Regions from separate parts of the Triticum aestivum genome. Here regions 2 and 3 are each linked to region 1. Evidence: chromatin contacts called from public Hi-C data. All regions are on one chromosome and are shown on one strand. Each heading gives the region's core, a stretch centred on a gene start, on an enhancer-like site or on the middle of the called end of the contact. The rest is flanking DNA. Distances are from core to core; before and after follow the strand shown.

Region 1 (3,789 bases), core at 938-3,437:
GCTTTCCAACCAATTAGAACTACTACATTTGGAATATTTGTTATGCTGACATCGCTTAATCTTGCCTCCCAAGATTATCACAATAGAGATTCTCTCTTTCCAGAATGAGTATTTCCATTTCATAGCGATACAAGTTTCTGCAATAGTTTTGTCCCATAAGAGCAGGACAGCATACCCAACTCAGAATAAAATACTAAAGTTCAGAAAATCCCTTACTAAACTACAGAGTAGCATTGGCAGCCCGTCAGATCCACTTAGTTCATCCCAGTTTTGTCCTTTTAAGATAAACTATTGGGACATCCCAGTTTTACCATATCAAATGTACTCGCCATTGTTAAAATGATGCATGCCCACACCGATCTGTAGATAACTTCAATTTCCAGTGAGCTTTCCAAATAATTAGAGCTACTACAATTGGAATAATGTTATACTGTGATCACTTAATTTTGCCTCTAAGACTATCACAATAGAATAAATCCTCTCTTTCCTGAGTTTTCCATTTCATAGCTATAAAAGTTTTTGCACTGGTTTTGTGATTTTGTCCCACAAAAGTAGGACAGCATACATAACTCAGCACAAGATACTAAAGTTCAGGCAATCACTCACTTACTAAACTACAGAATAGCAATGGCAGCCCCTTAGATCCGATCAGTTCAACCCAGTTTTTCTTTTTCAAGATATAAACTATGGGGACATCAACTTGGTTTCGAATTCTTTAGAAGGTCAACCTACAGGACACAAGAACATGACCCCAAAAAAAGTGACATAAAAGAAGGCCAACCAACAAGAACAAAAGGGTAGTGTTGCCGAGTTCTTACATCTCCTCCTGGACCATTGATGTATAGAAGAATCTTCTTTGTGTCATCAACACTGTCAAGATACAGCATGCTTGCCAGTACTTGGTTACTGAATTCTTCATCAATAGTGTCCCCAATGAAGATAATCCGTTCACGATACTGTATACAGCAAATAAAAATTAGGAGTCGGTGCAACGGATTAGTCATTTTATTAGGTATTGCGAGGTCTTACTAAAGCATTCCATATGTCAAGCCACTGCCAGGTTCCTTCACCAGGTGTTCTGTACGGTACCCGTGGGGTGCCGACAGGCATCATGGAAATACGTGCCCTGGTAGCCCTCTTGTTTGACAACCTAATAAGTATAAATATTAGTAGACTGTGATACTTAAGGGAACAAATGTGTCCAGCAAACCACAGCAAAATTTACAGATATAACTGGCTACTATAAATGTATCAAATCTGTGGATTATAGATAGAACAATAACAAATGAGGCATCTCATTGATAGTTTTTTTAGGGGTATCTCATTGATAGTTGATGTACCGACACAAGCTCCCAACTTGATTTGTGCACAAACAATTTCATTTACGAAATGAACATCTTCTAAATATTCCCCATCCATCGAAATACTATATAGAGACCACTGATGCACTCGATGCAATCATCAAAACTCAAAATCATCCGTCAATTCATACGCAGACAGCGACAATTACATGAACAAGCACAGAATGCAAAACTAGTCAACTACCACCCGAAATGGGGACTGAACAAACACCTGACGAATGTGCAGCACCACACCACATATTATATCAATACAACGAGCAAAACAGAGGCTACGCATACGGATGGGCGTGCGTGTGCATACCCTAGAGAGACCCTCCGGTTGACGGCGGTGTAGAACCGGGCGTTGACATTCGGGCACGACGACTCGGACGAGCCTGCTCAGCAATCCAGCCACCAAAACCGAAATCAGCCACCGGAACAACGAACCCCAGAGTAAATTGGAACGATTTGGTTCGGTTTTCGTGCTCACCGAGCCTGGTCTGGGCCTTCAACCCGACGAAGACCTTGGTGCCCACGCTGCGAAAGGGGAAACAGAGGCGGAGGCGAGAAGATTGGGGAGGGTCAGCCAGGGTTTCAGGAGGGGGGCGTACGAGGGGGAGACGGAGGAGGAGGCTGACCTGAGAGAGGAGGGCGAGCTGGCGACGGCGCGGGGGTGGAAGCAGGAGGAGTTGGCGGGCGCCGTCCGGCACAGCGCCATTGGAGCAGGGGCTGCGGAGTGGCTCGGGAGTGAACAGTGGCGGAATGGATAACAGAGGGAGGAAGAGGGTAGATGTGCGCCAAGATTCGTGCGCCTCCCGATCAAACACATATTTTTATAGCTCTCATGGCATCTAAGGCCAACTCCACCTCGCGACCTCAAATCATCCGCGGACATCCCTTTGGGGCGAAACAGGGCCCAACGGGCGTACCTAAACGGACAAAGATGCCCTCAGAGGTTCGTTTCTGTCCGGCCCGACTCCAAACGCGGAGCAAATGCGTCTGAAACGGACGAAACATCTGCCCATGGACCACATATCGGTGACTACAATAAAATGCACGGAGCGCTCCAAGCTCCTCGCGGTTGCCGCCCACCGCCGCGCTCGCCACCACCACCCGCCGCTGTCCTCTGCCAGTCGTCTCGTAGCGCGTTGGGGCCGCCGTGCGGCCCAAAATCGCCACGGCCGTCGCGCTCCACCAGTCGTCCCATAGCGCGCCGCCACTTGATCTACTGATGTTGGAGCTGGCCCTCCTCGCCAACTCCGCCGCCGGCGGGCTGTTGCTGCTGAAGCTACCCCTCCTCGCCGACTCTGTCGCCGGCAGGCTGCTGCTACTACTGCATGGATCCTCCTCCGCCTTTGTAGCTCTCACCACGCAGGCGGGGGGCGGCAGGAGTAGGGTGTGTGCGCGGCCGAGCGCGCAGCGGGCGGGGCGGGGCGCGCGCGGCGCGGTTTGATACGTCTCTAATGTATCTATAATTTATGAAGTATTCATGTTGTTATATTATTATTCTTATATGTTTTACAATCATTTTATAGCAACTTTATATCATTTTTTAGGAATATTCTAATGACATAGTGCCCAGTGTCAGTTGCTATTTTTTGCTTGTTTTTTACATATAGAAAATCAATACCAAACGGAGTCCAAACACATCGAAACTATTTAGAGAATTTTCTGGACCAGAAGACACAACTTGGGCCAAAGAAGTACCAGAGGGGTGCCCCGAGAGGGCCACAACCCACCTGGGCGCGCCTGGGGGGCCAGGCGCGTCCTGGTGGGTTGTGCCAACCTCGGTGGTCTCCCGCACCGCCTCTTCGCCCTATAAATTTTCAAATATTCCAAAAATCCTAGGGAGTGGATAGACGAGAAGTTCTTTGCCGCAAACGTCTGTAGCCACGAAAAATCAATCTAGACCCCGTTTTGGCACTCCGCTGGAGGGAGAAATCATCACCGGTGGCCATCTTCATCATCCATATGGCCACCATGATGAGGAGGGAGTAGTCCACCCTCGGGGCTGAGGGGTTGTAACAGTAGTTATGTGTTTAATCTCTCTCTCGTGTTCTTGATGGCACGATCTCCTTTGAGATTTTGTTTTATGAGATTGAATATTTTTATGGATTTGAGAGCACTTGATATATGCCTTGCATATGAATACCCGTGGTGACAATGAGGTATTATATTGATTCACTTGATATATGTTTTGGCACTCAACTCGCGAATTCCCGAGGTGACATCGGGGTAATCTATGCATAGAGGTTGATGCATGTTTTTGTCCTTATTTCTTCGGTAGAAATCTTTGAGTATCATGAATCTGAACCTGAATTTGAGGTTCTTTGTGTTGGATCGAGTATTATGAATCTAAAATTTTTTTATGGGTATCGTATAATTAAGAGGTAATATCAATGCTAGTCACAAAACTTGCGTTGGATGTGCAGTTTGGTGCTAAAACTTT
Region 2 (3,725 bases), core at 28-2,527, 600 kb before region 1:
TGGTATGCCATGAACTCACAATGACATCAACGTGCTGCAGTGCTCTCCTGTCTTTGCCAAGCTTGTTGAAGGTCATTCTCTTCCGGTGAACTTCGAGATCAATGGGAGGCACTACAACAAGGGGTACTATCTAGCTGATGGCATCTATCCGAGATGGTCGACATTTGTGAAGACCATCAAAAACCCTGTGTCAGGAGGCAAGAATGCCTGGTTTGCGAAGATTCAGGAGGCTTGCAGGAAGGATGTCGAGCGGGCATTTGGTGTGCTCCAATCTCGATTTACTGTTGCCCGGTACCCCGCTCAGACCTGGTCGAAAGATCAAATGTGGGAGATCATGACCTGCTGTGTCATCTTGCACAACATGATCATTGAGAGCGAGCAGGAAGAGCCATTGTTTGACACTGAACCATACCACAGGCAGGGTCCTCTTGCCCAAGTTGATCACCAGCTACCATCAACCTGGACTGCCTACCTCAGTATGCGTCAGGAGATCCGAGACCCACAGGTGCATCATCAACTGCAGCAAGATCTGATAGAGCACCTATGGAGGATCAAGGGCGACGCCGGGCGCGACGTGTGATGAAATATGAGTTTTTATTTGTTGAACTATATAATTTGTATTGAACTATTTGTTGTTGTACTATTTTGTTGAAATATTTTATTTTTTTGTGATGAAATATGTGATAAAAAAATATTTATGCTGACAATTGAACGCCGAGCCACGGCGAACCACGCCGAATATGGGCCTATTCTCGTCCATATGGGCCTTTTTTGCCGAAATGAGGCTAAAAAGTGGGCCAACATCGGCGCCCTGGGGGCGAGCTGGGGCCGACGATCGGGCGCAAAAACCGGCCCCAACGCTGAATGTATCGCCAGCTCGCTCCGAGGGGACGATTTTTAGGCATCCTGGGAGCATCATTAGAAGCGAAGAAAAAGAGAAGCAGAGTGCGAGGCAGCCGGGTTCAAACGCCCTCTACACAGGACTACGCGTAAACAAGTCCATCGCTGCCCGGTGGGGCCAGCGGTCTCCATGGCCCGCCGAAAAAGGGCTCTGCGAGTGGGCCCAGACCAGCCGCAGGAACCAGAGATACGGCCCGCTACACGATGACCCTGCTCGCTTGCTCTTGTGCAGCGGCTCGGCTCGGCTCCGCCCACCAACCCAGCACAGCAGCAGCACTCTAGCAGCCAGCCTCCCCCCCCTCCCTCCTCGTCGCCGGCCCTCCACCCCCTCCCTCCCTCCCTCCCTCCGGCGGGCCCCGCGCCCTCCCCTCCCCTCCCCTCACCGCATTTATTCCCCAGCCTCCGACCCCGTGCTCCCCCTTCTCCCCTCTCGGCTCACCCTCTCCCCGTGATCCCTGTCACGGACGCCGCCGCCGCCGCGCCTGTCTATAATGGCGAGCGGCGCCAGGAATGGCGGGCTGGGGTCCAGGGCGGGCGGCAAGATGGACAGGCAGCAGGGCTCCACCGCCACGCCCAAGGCGCCCGCCGGGAAGCCCCGCCTCTCCGCGGCTGGCGGCGCGTACCGCCGCACCAGCTCCGGCCCGCTCCCCGCCGCGGGCGGCCGCAACTCGTCCGAATCCGGAGGTAGGTCCGCCCGCCCCGCCGCTCTAGAGCCGGATCCCGATTTGGATTCGCTGTTACCCTACCCGCGAGAGGTTTTTTTGGGGGTTTGCCGTCCGGTCTGATCCGCATTTCTCTGGGTCCCCGCGGTTTGGATGAATCTGCCGCCTCGTCTCCTCAAGCTTTGCTGGTTTTGGTTCGCCGGCACAGCCGAGTGTGTCTGCTTGGGTGGTGCGATCGGGATGGTGAATGAATCTCTCCGGATTTCGGGTCTGCTCCTTCCTTCAGTAACGCCGCCGCGAGCTTTGCCTGGATGATGGAGTGTGACGCAGCTGCACAACGCCTGCACCGTCGTCTAGAAACTGTAGAGAGAACAAAATGGCCGCGATGCGTTTGGTGAATGCATCACAGTATCCTTGGATCGTATCATGCGAAAAAATCAATAGCGGATGCCGTGCTGCCCCATTTTTTCTTCCCATTTTAGAATATGCTGTTTCCTCGACGGGAGGACATTGCTGATGCGGTCTTAGTTGAGCTAGGACCATTGGTGTTCGTCCTCGAGCTGCCTCGTGCACCGCTCATGATGGCACTGCACCCAGCCGCCACCCACCCTTCCAATCTTTCAGTAACTGCGGGTTGTACCGAAGAGTCCCGCTTGGTAGATGCGCTTCCATAATTTTGCTTTTATGTTCCTCAGCTCTCTTACTAGATTGTGTACCGCAGTCAAACCGTCAAAGTAGACAATCCACTTACCATGGCTGGGAAGTGTGCTACGATTGCAGAGAGATCGCTGCTTTTTGTGGTGATTAGTTTTGCATTTGCCTTTTGCATTCCAGAAGAATTACTTGCTGAAAATGGTGTACGCTGTTCTCCTGTTGATATTATGAGATAAAATGCCTTCTTTCGCTAGATTATTTTGGTTGCACACGCTTCGCTTCAATTCTGCCTGACATGATCATTCCAAATTCATAAGCAAATTTGCATGTGTGCGTGGAAATGTCGATTCACCTGCTGCATCTGTTTAACCAAATGAATTTTGCCTCCCCCATTTTTTCTGCAGTTTCAAGCAGAGTTAGAGTTGCTGTAAGGCTAAGGCCTCGGAACGCAGAAGAGCAGGCGGCAGATGCTGATTTTGCCGACTGTGTTGAACTCCAGCCAGAGGTTTGACCTCCTGCTTAGCACACTGTGTGAAATATGATTCATTTAAGTTTCCCATGGACTCACTGGATTAACGTTTGATGTGTAGCTCAAAAGACTAAAGCTTCGTAAAAACAATTGGGAGTCCGACACATTTGAATTCGATGAAGTGCTTACAGAGTTTTCTTCACAAAAGAGAGTGTATGAAGTTGTTGCTAAACCAGTTGTGGAGGTATGTGAACTTCTAACATTGATACATCAGTAATCACAGTAGCTTGTGCTCTTAGTGAAATCTCCAACAAACAATATACATTTGCATGTTGCAAGCTTGTTGCTTTTAACCTATATTTTGTGGATAGATATTCTTAGCAGAATTTCAAATGACTTTTGGCGTGGGTGTTGATATGTCATGTAATAAAATCTGAAACTTTAGCCAAGTACCCCCTCTGTTCATTATTATAAGATGTTCTAACTTCTTTCTGAATCGGATGTATATAGACATTTTAGTGTGTTTGTTCACTCTTTCCAGTCTGTATGTAGTCCATATTGAAATATCCAAAACATCTTATAATAGTGAACTGAGGGAGTAGCTGACGTGATAGACGAAACCTGGAGTTGAACTCTTGGAACTTTCTTATTGTGTCATGGCCTTCAGTTTTACTCCTGGCATTTGTTTATTTTTACCAATACTCCTGCTATGTGTTACTTTCTTACCAATGTCAACGATGTCCGCGTTCTGCAGAGTGTTTTGGAGGGATATAATGGTACAGTTATGGCATATGGGCAGACTGGTACTGGCAAGACTTTTACACTTGGAAGGCTTGGTGATGAAGATACTGCTGCACGGGGAATCATGGTCCGTGCAATGGAGGATATTCTTGCTGATATAACCCCTGAGACTGATACAGTATCACTATCTTATCTACAGGTTTGTGATGCTTGGCTTCTGTGTGATTTTATCTTCTGCCTTCGTTTTGAATTTGTGCACAACTTTATACAGTTCTCTTACCGTAACTCTGTATTGGGTT
Region 3 (3,554 bases), core at 905-3,404, 680 kb before region 1:
AAAAGAACTTCAGCACTTACAAGTCCAAACGCTTCTCACAGACATCACTGTGAAAATAAAGTGTTATTGCAATCTCAAACTCTCCCCATCCAGATTCGGACAACTCAAAAGGTGGTTGCTCTACAACTCTTGTTGGATTAGTGAAACTTGGGTGAAGCTGAAACACTACACGCTTAACTATGACACTCAAATCCTCATTTGTTGCAGAACGGATGTACACGGTCCATTTGTGAGAGTTGTACCTAGAAGGGAAAAACAGTTTTTCTTCAGATAATTTTCGCTACAGGTAAGAACATAAAAATATGACACTGTATTTACAGTTTGAAGTTGTAAAATTTTGATTCAAGAAATTAACAAAAATAAGTTTCTGTTAAGCAAATGCTTACTCGCTTGCTTTTTTGCCAAGCCAAAATGAAATCGTCCCATAGACAATTGGAAAACTGATTTCCACATCCTTGAGCTTCTTATTCTGTTCAAGGGATTTTGGCAATGGTTAATCAGAAAATCATTATAGATTACATATCAATAATGTCTAATCATCAAAATAACGATGGATGAAATGTGCAACATCCAATCATATTGTGTGATTAATCAAACATCATACTTGAGTCTCTAGAAAACTGGAAGATGCACTTTAACGAATGCTTAGTTCTTGCCCTGCTTTTCATGCATAGGAATAAGGTGATATTTTGTATTAGGACACCATACTGTAGGATAATCTGCCGTTGTTCTATGCAAGGAGATGGTAGCAATTAGCATGACACAAGAATTCTTTACCAAACACAAGTTACTCGCTCAGTGACATGCCAAACTATTCTAGAGCTTTTTGAAGTGGTCTTGCTAAGAGTTAATCAGAAAGTCATTACAGCTTGAAGGACAATAAGGTCTAGCATTTAACTATGAAAACCACAACGGATGAAATGTGCCAAAATTGAATCCTATCGTGTGAACCATCAAACATCATAGAGGAGCCTTTGCATAACTGTAAGATGTGCCCCGGTAAATGCTTAGTTCTTAACACACTCTTCATGCCTAGGAAGCAGGTAACCTTTATATTGGAGGCTAAGATGTTGTTCTACGCAAAGACATACTAGCAACTAGCATGACAAGAAGGATCCTCTGCCAAACAAAAGGCACTCACTTGGTTAAATGCCTAAATATTCCGGCCCATTCTCTCAACCCTCATCAACTTAAATCATGAGAATGAGCAGAACAAACCTACATGACAGCCCGGTTAAGAAAACGGCACACATTTATCAAACACACTATCAGATTACACAGCCCGAAACTTAGCGCAGCAGTTAAATAGAACTTTATGTTGGATCCCGTTCTGGTCGTTTCTCAATTGCAGTAGCAAACATCCTAGCATCATTCATTTTGCAGTTTATTACTGACGGATGCCTAATGTCTTTGGATCAAGTAGGCCTGCACGCTCTGGTCAATTCTGCCTCTCATAAGCCATATTACTCATCAACTCAATTACAAGCACAGAGCAGAACATATCGAACGTTCCAAATACAAGTCCATTTGCACACATTTGCCATCACTTCATGTAACGGCAAAGCTCAGCTATCAAACTATCAGGCGGCACAACTCGATGCAACTTCGCGCAAGCAGTTCAATTCAATTTTCAAGCGCAACAATGAGCATTCTAGCACCCATTCAATTTTGGAGAACACTACTTATCGATGATGCAGCGTAATGCGCTAGATCCAACTTGGCCTAGCTACTTACTGGCACAGAACACGCCCCTCAAAACCCTAGCTCCCCAGCCCCCAATGCGGGGCAAGCACGCCGTACAGAAGCTACCGCGTATCGAATAGACGAGGTCGGCGAGGGAGGGGAACCTTCTTGTCGGTGTCCTCGGGGACGCGCGCCGGCTTGGAGCGGAGCGCCTTCTGCGCGGCGGTCAGCGCGGGCTCCCCCGCCGCGGCCGCAGGAGGCGAGTCCGATAGGATAATGGGAGCGGAAGCGGGAGCGGGAGTAGGCGCAGCCGTGGCCGTGGCCGCCGCGGGGGGCGGCGGCGAGGACGGCGGCTGCTCCATCGGCCGGCGAGGGTTTGGGGGTGGAGCTCGGGTCCGTCAGTCCGCCGCGGCGGTGGGGATGGACACGACGAGAAGGTGGTTTGGTTTGGTTCGGATCGGTCGGTCGGTCGGTCTGGTCGAGTTGGGTTCGGCACGCTGGGCGTTCTGGAGAAAAAAAGAACCTAGGATCGTACGGTTTTTTTTTTTGAGACGATCCTAGGGATCGTACGTGGCGTGTTGGGCTGCGAAATGGGCAGTACACATTAGTTCGCACGGGCCCGGTGCATAGAGTGAGTTGCCTCGCTCGACTGGGCTTTGGTGTATCATTTATAGCCTATAGGCCCAGTAAGCATTAGCTCTGTCTCTGAAAAAATAGGGCCGTTGCTCAATTTTTTTTTGAAAAAATAGGGCAGGCAAATGCACTGAAACACATTGCCTCAAAAATATTGCACCGAAACACAATATAGGTTACTTCTGTTTCCTAAGGAAAAAGTTCATTTCTGTTTGTTTTTCTTTTGTAATAATAGCACCGATCCTCAGGCTTCTCTATTTTCTTTCTTTATGTCATAGCACAAACGCACATGCGCACATACATTAACCCCTATGAACCTTCTTGCATGATCAGCAACACCCACCAATCCCCACAACACGCAACGACCACCAACCCACTGCTACACCGCAAAAGAAATCCCCGGCGAGAGAATCCGCTGAAGACCACACGCACCACGAGAATCCAAGGAATCATCAAGCAGCTGCGGGCGCCTTTCCCGTGGCGTCACACTTCTTTGTTTGGCTTCTGAGGGCCTCCTCCACAATCTTCTTTCCAGATCCAGGGCTAACCCTCTCCAAACGTGCGAGCAAGCTGTGAAGCTCAACCTAAAAGAGAATCTCATCGACCTTCTCACGCACAGTCATCACCTTTTCTGCGACCACGTGTGTGTCGGTAACCTCAACATCGGAACCTCCACGGTCCACAAAGTGGATCTATCTTGATAGTATACAGGTGTATGAGGTTCCGGATCTTGCATATGAAGGACCTTTTCCCGGATCCGCCTGACCGGGCGTGTGGGCAAGCAAGCGTTGCTCATCATTTCTGCCAAAATCATCGCTCGTTCTGGTTGGAGATATGGATTGCCATCTCGATCCCATGGGCCAGGCCACGTGGTGGATCCTTCCCGGTCAATTGATCGATCCATCGATCTCCAGCAGCTAGCTAGCGGAGCGCGCGTACATGTCCATTGTGCAATGCTCTTCTTCCCACTGCATCTGTGGATCCATGGAGCCCCGGTCCAAGTAGAACATGCCAGATCGGGCCAATCCCGCCCTCTGCTAACTGAAATCACGCATCGAGCAACGGACGGACCCGCGGGAAGGATCCAAGGAGAAAAGGAATAATCCGCGCCTCTGCCGCTGGCTGCTTGCTGCTGGATACAGTACAATATATAACTTGAGACAGACAGCGACCGATGGCTGCTGCTCTGCCACAGTGTTAAACTAATGGATACTTGCACATGAGAACTCTTAACAAAG

The links. A called contact is a pair of places that touch in the nucleus more often than the background predicts.
Region 2: a Hi-C map of leaf shows a contact between it and region 1, with 2.9 times the contacts expected there. The contact joins the promoter of LOC123087872 here to the promoter of LOC123087871 in region 1. A contact is called at or near these places in 2 of 5 Hi-C or Micro-C datasets (both in leaf).
Region 3: a Hi-C map of leaf shows a contact between it and region 1, with 6 times the contacts expected there. The contact joins the promoter of LOC123087873 here to the promoter of LOC123087871 in region 1. A contact is called at or near these places in 2 of 5 Hi-C or Micro-C datasets (leaf and root).

Annotation. Positions count from the first base shown.
Region 1 is chr4A:649,903,292-649,907,080 of IWGSC CS RefSeq v2.1, reverse strand. LOC123087871 (ATP-dependent Clp protease proteolytic subunit-related protein 2, chloroplastic) reads right to left here and starts at 2,187. Exons shown (of 9, transcript XM_044509993.1): 1 at 1,979-2,187; 2 at 1,831-1,877; 3 at 1,663-1,735; 4 at 1,030-1,150; 5 at 819-956. The coding sequence starts at 2,169.
Region 2 is chr4A:650,500,597-650,504,321 of IWGSC CS RefSeq v2.1, reverse strand. LOC123087872 (kinesin-like protein KIN-UB) reads left to right here and starts at 1,277. Exons shown (of 19, transcript XM_044509994.1): 1 at 1,277-1,584; 2 at 2,621-2,721; 3 at 2,807-2,929; 4 at 3,440-3,625. The coding sequence starts at 1,392.
Region 3 is chr4A:650,583,254-650,586,807 of IWGSC CS RefSeq v2.1, reverse strand. It overlaps LOC123087873 (transcription initiation factor TFIID subunit 14b), which reads right to left and starts at 2,154. Exons shown (of 7, transcript XM_044509995.1): 1 at 1,848-2,154; 2 at 387-469; 3 at 21-242. The coding sequence starts at 2,045.